Linked DNA regions of Gasterosteus aculeatus: region 1 is linked to region 2. A link is a contact called in public Hi-C data. All regions are on one chromosome and are shown on one strand. The core of a region is the stretch at or near the end of the contact, and the rest is flanking DNA. Distances in the headings are between cores, read along the strand shown. Region 1 holds the start of efcab14 (EF-hand calcium binding domain 14). Region 2 holds the start of exosc4 (exosome component 4).

What was found. Hi-C and Micro-C count contacts between places; a contact is called where the count stands out from the background.
Region 1: a Hi-C map of skeletal muscle shows a contact between it and region 2, with 2.8 times the contacts expected there. The contact joins the promoter of efcab14 here to the promoter of exosc4 in region 2. A contact is called at or near these places in 3 of 6 Hi-C or Micro-C datasets (liver, skeletal muscle and whole body).

What each region holds. Positions count from the first base shown.
Region 1 is chr3:17,666,026-17,670,056 of fGasAcu3.hap1.1, forward strand. It overlaps efcab14 (EF-hand calcium binding domain 14), which reads left to right and starts at 1,868. Exons shown (of 9, transcript XM_040171445.2): 1 at 1,868-2,668; 2 at 2,940-3,088; 3 at 3,234-3,379; 4 at 3,564-3,662; 5 at 3,774-3,881. The coding sequence starts at 2,493.
Region 2 is chr3:17,535,541-17,539,180 of fGasAcu3.hap1.1, forward strand. It overlaps exosc4 (exosome component 4), which reads right to left and starts at 1,710. Exons shown (of 3, transcript XM_040170903.2): 1 at 1,389-1,710; 2 at 332-538; 3 at 1-248. The coding sequence starts at 1,559. It overlaps prkacbb (protein kinase, cAMP-dependent, catalytic, beta b), which reads right to left. Exons shown (of 11, transcript XM_078099876.1): 11 at 2,036-3,492. The coding sequence ends at 3,367.

The DNA of each region.
Region 1 (4,031 bases), core at 618-3,117, 130 kb after region 2:
CTAGCGTTGCATGGTGATATTTGTACCGTATGAGATGAGTCATCCCACATAATGGTTGAAGGCTTTGAAATAAAACAGTGAAAAAACACCCTGGTGAGAGAAATTGGTATTCTAACAGCGCCCCCCCCTCCCACTTCCAACTGATGATAATCTGTATTCACACAGCCTGCCATGTCAGATGAAAGCCTTCAATTAGCAGTCAGCTCTATTCAGTATTTCCCATCGTGCCGCCACTCTTTACATTCTCTGACGGCGCCCAAAGGCTGCTGCCGGTCCGGCGCTTACACAAACCACTCCCGGGGAGAATGTGAGGAGCCCCGCTGTGAACAAAGTGGGAAAACAAGTGTTTTGTGGAAATTAGCCGTTCGCCTTCTAATGCCCGGCGCTCCCTACCTCGGGGCTGCAGATGTGAGGGGGGGGGGGGTTGAAGTGTCATCCTTTCGGTCTTAACCCCCGGATGAGAACTCCAGACTCCGGCGGAGAGATGAAACGGCTCCGATGCTTTGATTTGTGGCTTCACGCCGGAGCGCGGTCTTCACAGGCCCCTCAGCGTGAGGCGTGTTCCGTCACCAGGTGTTCTCCAGCCACTGACTGAATTGGATTCACAGTCGGCGCGTTCAAAACAATGCAAGCAGCGGCGGCCTTAATGCACTTCAGGCGCATCCGTCTGAGCGTGATGGTATTAGCTTGGTAGTCGTGAGGGTGGCGTGGCGCTCATGGTGACAGGCATTGCCCCGGGAAACTCTTTTCTGGAGATAATAAAGCATCAGCTGGAGGCCTCGTCTCCTGCAACTCAATAACCAAATTCATAGCGAGATGGCGAGGAGCGTCCCAGTTCCTTTGTGAGCTAATAAACTGCACCAGTGCGAGTGCTTTCCATGCAGTGTGATTATTAATAGTATTGTGCAGTAGTAAGAGGGGGGGGGGGGGGGGGGGGGTTGCACATAAAGGAACATATTTTCAAAGCCAAAAGCAGGCCAGTGGGAGGTTGTTTTCAATGAAAGAGAGCTAAAGGCCAGTCGGCAGAGACCCCGCTTCGTCTCAGTCCACGTGTCCTGCTGGGCCGGCCCAATAGCGCTCCGGGTCAGCGGGATTTGTTCCGGACCCCCGATGGAGGAGCAGAATTGAAACAAAAAATTAAATCCTGTTTCATAGAACGTGGTGCATTCATGGAAATATTATGTAAACACGCCGACACCAAAACTGACAAAGACCTGTGGGATAACGTGTAGATATAACACTACGCAAGCAACAAATGTCATCACTTTGCCAATGTACAAATAATTACAGCAACTGATTTATTTTCGCGTTTATCGGTTGAAAAACACCAAACAGTGGATGTTTTTCCAAATGGTCTCACATGCTGATTTGTTTTCTGATTCATATAATTGAAGTGAACAGGTTCTTGGACAAAACGGGCAATATGACGACAACTCTCAAACAAATCCACTGATTAATTGATAATAAAAGGGGTGATAATAGAAGATAATAGAAGAATCACCCCTGGTGATTGTCATTATGTCAATAAGGACATTTTCTGATGTTACATACCACAATAAGCCAAACGTGTAACAAACTGATAAAATAACTTAAAGCGATGTTCCACTTAATGTATTCATTGAATTGTCTTTGTTTATAAAAAAAACATCGGAAAGTTTAGCTAGGCGGTGAGTTCTTTAACCGGACCTGACGTCATTCAATATTTTATCAAGCTGCACACCGGAAGTCCGCGTTGTTTTATTTAGCGTCTTAAGAACACGTCCCATTCATTTAATATTATCCCATTTCCTACGTTTGATAGGTCGACTTACTTATAGTGATCCTGACTTTATGCATCGATATGAAGCGTCTGCCCCTCCGGGGGGGAATGGGGGGGGGCGCGCTTTGTTTCGCTACCTGAGAGCAGAGAGAACCGGAAGCTGCTGGTTGCACCAATCACGTGAGAGGTTACTCGGAAGCCCCGCCCAGACAATACAGACAGCAGGACAGATCGCTGGAAATACACTGCCGCATATTCTGACTTTTAGGATAGATGGATTTTATTAATATTTTTATTTAGAAGTTTGCCCAAACAAGACCGACGTCGAGGCAGGTGTGTTCAGACCCCGCGTGGAGGACTTGATAGTGCTGCATAGCACAGTATCGGTGCTCCGACCGTGTTAGCCACACTTAGCAAGGTGTCAGATGCTAACCGAGTTAACGTTACCTAACGATTGTGACAGCCCGGCTCGGCAGTACGAAAAGTGTTTTGTGAGCGTAACGTAACGACAAATCGCTGTTGAGCATCTGTTTGTACTCGTTGTTCATCGACAAGGCAACCAAGTCCGACGTGTTTGTATCCGTTAGCAACGCTGTCAGGTTGAAATTCAAGCTAGCAATAGAGCACTGCGTTACCTGCTACGTAAACCACAACATCCACCAAACTGGACAAAACTTTGGATTTTGTGGGGTTTAAATCGGCCTCGACGGGTTCGCTGACCCCCCAGAAGAAGATGAAGAAGAGGAAGGAGCTGAACGCCTTGATCGGACTCGGGGACAGCAAGAGGAAGAAGACCAAAAAGGGGACAGGACACCGCCTCCTGCGAACCGAGCCGCCGGACTCCGAGTCCGAGTCCAGCTCGGACGACGACGAGTTCAGCGGCATGAGCAGCGGGGCGCACGCCGGCAAGTGAGTGCTCTTCATCTGTAATCAAAGGTCGTGTTCTTCAGAGTCGAAAGGCACCTTTTCCCCCCTGCTGCTTGATGTCAGTGTGCAGTGCTACGCGTGGCATGATCATTTAAATGACGACATATTCCACATTCCAAAGCATCATTATTCGTCAGTAACCCTCATAATTCCCGTGACACTGAATGCAGCCTTCTGACCACACCGGCTTCATTAATCCTGAACGGGCCTGCAGATGCAATGTCTTTACGTTATGTGTTGCTTGTGCCCTCAGGAGAAGCTACACGCAGTGCTGCAATGTGTGCTACCCCTTGTTCCTGTTCGTCATACTCGCCGCCTGCGTCACGGCCTGTGCTGGACTCCTATGGATGCAGATCGCCCTGAAAGAAGACCTGGACTCGCTGAAAGCAAAGCTGCATAGCAGTAAGACTCGCCGTCACACACAAACACACGCCGTTACCTTGGGATGGGTCATAGAAAGCTGACCCGCTACTTTACATCCTAGTGGCACATGCATTGCTTTGGTCTCTGTCTCTGCTTTTAACTCACTATACTGTTTGTATAACAGTGGAATCCAGCCAGAAGGTGTCATCCAGTGAAATACCGAAGCTGAGTGAGGACCTGAAAAACAAGGACCGGAAGCTCGACGACATTGAGAACGGGGACAGAGGGTTGAGCAAGCTCTGGTCCAACCTAACAGAAATGAACAGAAAGGTCAGTGGGTTTTGTCGCTAAAAAACTACCTCAACGTACATATTCTCACACCCCATCAAGAGCTCATGATGAAGTGGAATTGGTGTTAATTTGCAGCACGGGTTTTCTTTGGTAGTAGCTCAATAGAGTGGCACTTCTCCGTAAGAGGCGTAACTGAATATTCTGTATCATCTTACTCCTGCAGATCAGTTTGCTGGACTCCGCAGTAACCCATCTGAAGGCCAACTTGAAATCAGCTGCTGACTTAGTCAGCCTTCCCACTACGGTTGAAGAGCTTGAAAAGGTGACAACGCAGAAAAGTGGAACGAAAGGAGAAATTCCATTCGAGAATCTCTATGTTTTGTATTTGTATAAAATAGTATAAAACTGACCTACAAGTATTTTTCTCTTCCAGAGTGTTGCTAAAATCGGCAGCACACTAACAAGTGTGCAGCATGATGTGAAGACCATGCAGGATGCGCTTGAGAATCGGAACAAAGATGAAGAGTTGAAGAAGACGACGGTATATTAAACAGTTGTCTTTACTCCGAACGGCTGATTTGGTCAAATAACAATAGTATATAGTATGTCAGGGTTTGAGTTTGAGTTCATTCAATCGTCTATTTCTATCTGGGAATGAAGCATCACAGGGGTGATAAATGTAACATAACTG
Region 2 (3,640 bases), core at 460-2,959:
TGATCCTGATGTAGTCTGGCGTCCATCTGCAGCAGAGCGATCTGCCCGCCGCGGGGCAGCAGCGCCAAGGCCAGCGAGCTCACTCCGCCGCCTTCCTCTGCGTAGCAAAGGTCGGCGAGGGGCGTCTCGTCCACGAACCCCACCGTGCAGGCGCACACGTAGTCCCGCATGGGGATGCCGGCGTCGATCACCGCCAGCGTGGCGGCGTTCACGCACACGCTGTAGTTGCCGCCGTCCGACTGCAGAATCTGGTTGGAAATAATTATTATCGTTATCAATACATGATAACCCCCCCCCAACACATCATCGAGTCCACCTCGCCGCCACTCACCTTGACATAGATGTCTATTTGAGAGCGCGGGTAGAGCTGTGTCATCACGGCGGCTTCAAACGTCTGCTTGAGGTGGAGGCTCATCTCCGTGGACTTGCGGTCGCCGTGCGGCCTCCTCTTCCTCTCTGCCGTGCTGAACGTGGCCATGCTGTACTGACAGTTGATCAGGGCTCGTTCGTGGCGACTCCGGGTGCGCGAACCTCGAACCTGGGGATCGATCGTTGTGTCTTCATTAATACAATTCAAGGGAATCGCGGCGTATCGAGTCTGAACTTTTCTGAAGCTTTGATGCCCATATTAATGATTTAATGCAAACTTCTAATAAACTGGAGCCTAGTTCATTATGGTAAATAAGGATGGGATTTTGTTTCACTTGCCACATTGTGAATCATTTCTGTTATAGGAATTCAACGTATTGGATCCTCTGACGTTCCCCCCAGGTTTCTTCCCTTTTTCCCCCATAGAAGGGTTTTTAATTTTTTTCAGTTTTTCCTGTGCGAGGGTTTTGGGGCAAAGGATGTCTCATGTGTACAGACTGTAAAGCCCTCTGAGGCAAATTTGTAATATGCAATTTTGGGCTATACAAAATAAAAGGAACTGAAAACACTGGTGTGTGTGTGTGTGTGTGTGTGTGTGTGTGTGTGTGTGGGGGGGGGGGGGGGGTCACTTTAATGGGTACACCTGTTAAATGTAATGCTGCAGTCATATTCTACCTTGACAGGACAATCAATGTTCAAGTTATATTGGCACTGTCAGAGAAGTATTAACTTTACTGTATTGACGTATGACGTTAGACTAATTTATTTTGTTAGTTATATTTATAAAAACAGACTTTCCCCCAGAAAGTTGTACCTATAAGGTCAGTTCATGAAGGTATTTCAGTATTTTCTGGTCGCTTGAAACGATTCTGTAACGTCACACGCATTCGTTTTATTGGACGAATTACGGGGGGGGGGGGGGTGATGATCAATAAATAACGTGCTGTTCATCTTCTGCCACCGCTGCGCTTTATTCTAACCGTTGTGGCGTTAGCGCTTGCTAAGCTAACGTTACTCACTTCGTGCGGGCCGTAGACCACAGCCAGAACCTTCGTGTTTCCCTGCTCCAGGTACGCGGAGCCGTCCGCCTGAGCGAACACACCCATGCGGGCCTGAAGCTTCCGCAGCTCGGTGGCTTTCCTGCCGTCCAGGCGGTAGCCCTGGTCCGACAGCAGCTCCACGCCCGCCATGTTTTCCGGAAAAAAACTTCGCACGGGATGAACGGCGGCGCGCGAGGACACCACGTGTTCCTCACTGTAGTGCGTCACACGCGGAGAGACTACGGCAAGAGAGGAGGCCCAAATGTGACGCGTTCGGAATAAATGTCGGACTGACGTTAGACATTAGAGAATATTAATATAATGAAAGGAACATTATAATAATTTATTATTATTAAGTTATCTTACTTATGTAACTCTTTATGCGCTATTAAAATATAGTTTGTCCCACTGGTGTAGAATTTTCAACCTATATTATAAAATGGTGTTGGAACTAAATGTCTCATGGAAATCCCCAGATGGGACATTGTGATAACTACTCTGCATCGAATAAATCAAACCTTGTGTATTTACCACAGTAATCCTCGAGTCTGGACCACTATGTGGTTACATTCAGACCCTGTGGGGAGAATTACAGTCACAATGCACGGACAGTTACACAACTTCAACACTTTTAAAAATAAAATTTATTAGCATCTCTAATGTGTATAAATAAAGACATATATGAAACAATGTATATACGTATGATGCAATGAGTTTAACAATAACAAGGTTACATGTGACACAAAGGAGCAGTCTTTATTTTAGCCAGTGTATTGTGAGGAAAACTGTACCTTGAAATCAAGCCTTCAAATATGCATACCTATAAGTTGCAAATAGACATTCTTTGCTCAAACAAAGAAATCTGTTTTGGGGGCGATAAAAGGGAGAATACGGTAAATATGCAGATTTTGCATTCCTGTTTCTTAAGATTTTAAAACATCTTTGATCTACAACATTACAAATGATGTCCTGTTTAATAAAAGGCTTTACTGACACCGACCTCCTCAACTTAACATCACACTCAACAAAAATCCTACAAAGGATTTCACTTCACTCTTTTGCATTTACTGGTTCCACGGACTCATGACAAAGGGTCTTTATAAGCGGACCTGAATTCCAGGGACATTGTGATTTTAATGTTAGACAAAGCGACGAAAGAATAGTCAGATACAAAATGACAAACTTTACATGTAACTACCCGATCCAAAAGGATCAAACAAACAACTGGATTTGCATTTTACAAATAACAGGGTTTGTCATTGTCTGCGTCTGCTTGCTGGGTCAGAATACCAAGAAGACAGTGAATGGATGCTTCTCTGTGGCGGGGGGGGGGGGGGCAAAGGACTTGGCTCTAGGCAAAAAGCTAAAAAAGGAAGAGGACCTCTTTCCTTGTCACGCTTCCAAAACTCAACAGAAAACCTGACAGACGCGGGACGAATGCTGCCCCCCTCCCCCTCTCCTCCCCCCCGAAAGCCGGCCAGAATGGCCCAAAGGCCGGCGCGAGGTGGACTTGTAACAGATCGCCTCGAGGGAGTCTCCTGCGAGGCCCAGCAGGGTGCCCCAAAGTGCACACGGACCGGTGGGATACAATGCGTGGACGCTTATTGGCCGTAGTCTCAGTTTTTCCTCATGAATTGAAAAAAACCATCACATTTTAAAAGGGCATAACGACATCCAAGACTAACTGCTTCAAAGTAAAAAAAAAAGAAAAAAGAAAAAAAGAAGAAGGGTGGTAGGTACAAAAGAAAAAAGAAAGTGTTGTGTCTGCTTTAATACGCAGGTGTACGTGACAGTGAGAGGTTATCGGCACCCAAGGATCGCGGCAACCTCATTCGGCCTCATGGAATGACGGGACTATGTAGTAGATCTGAAAAACGATGGTCTCTGCTCCATCCCGAGTCTTTAGAAGAGTGCAAAGATCCCCTAATTTCCCTGATGTATCCATGTCCCCCGCGTCCTAAAACTCTGCAAACTCCTTCCCGCATTTTTCCGTTACGGAAACTCGGATTTCCTCCTCCTCGTAGTCGTCGAAGTTGCTGGTGTCCCCCGGGCCTCTGCACTTTGGTATGAACGGGGCCTCCACCTGCAGAAGGGAACCGCACGCTTTATTAGGTGAATACGGTCAAAAAGCTCCCAGTAGCGCCTGGTAGAACCTTTTTCCTGTTTGCACAACAACTCTACGCCGTGACTTTCACCAACTCCCCGAATCTCCATTTGACAGGCAGCGTTCA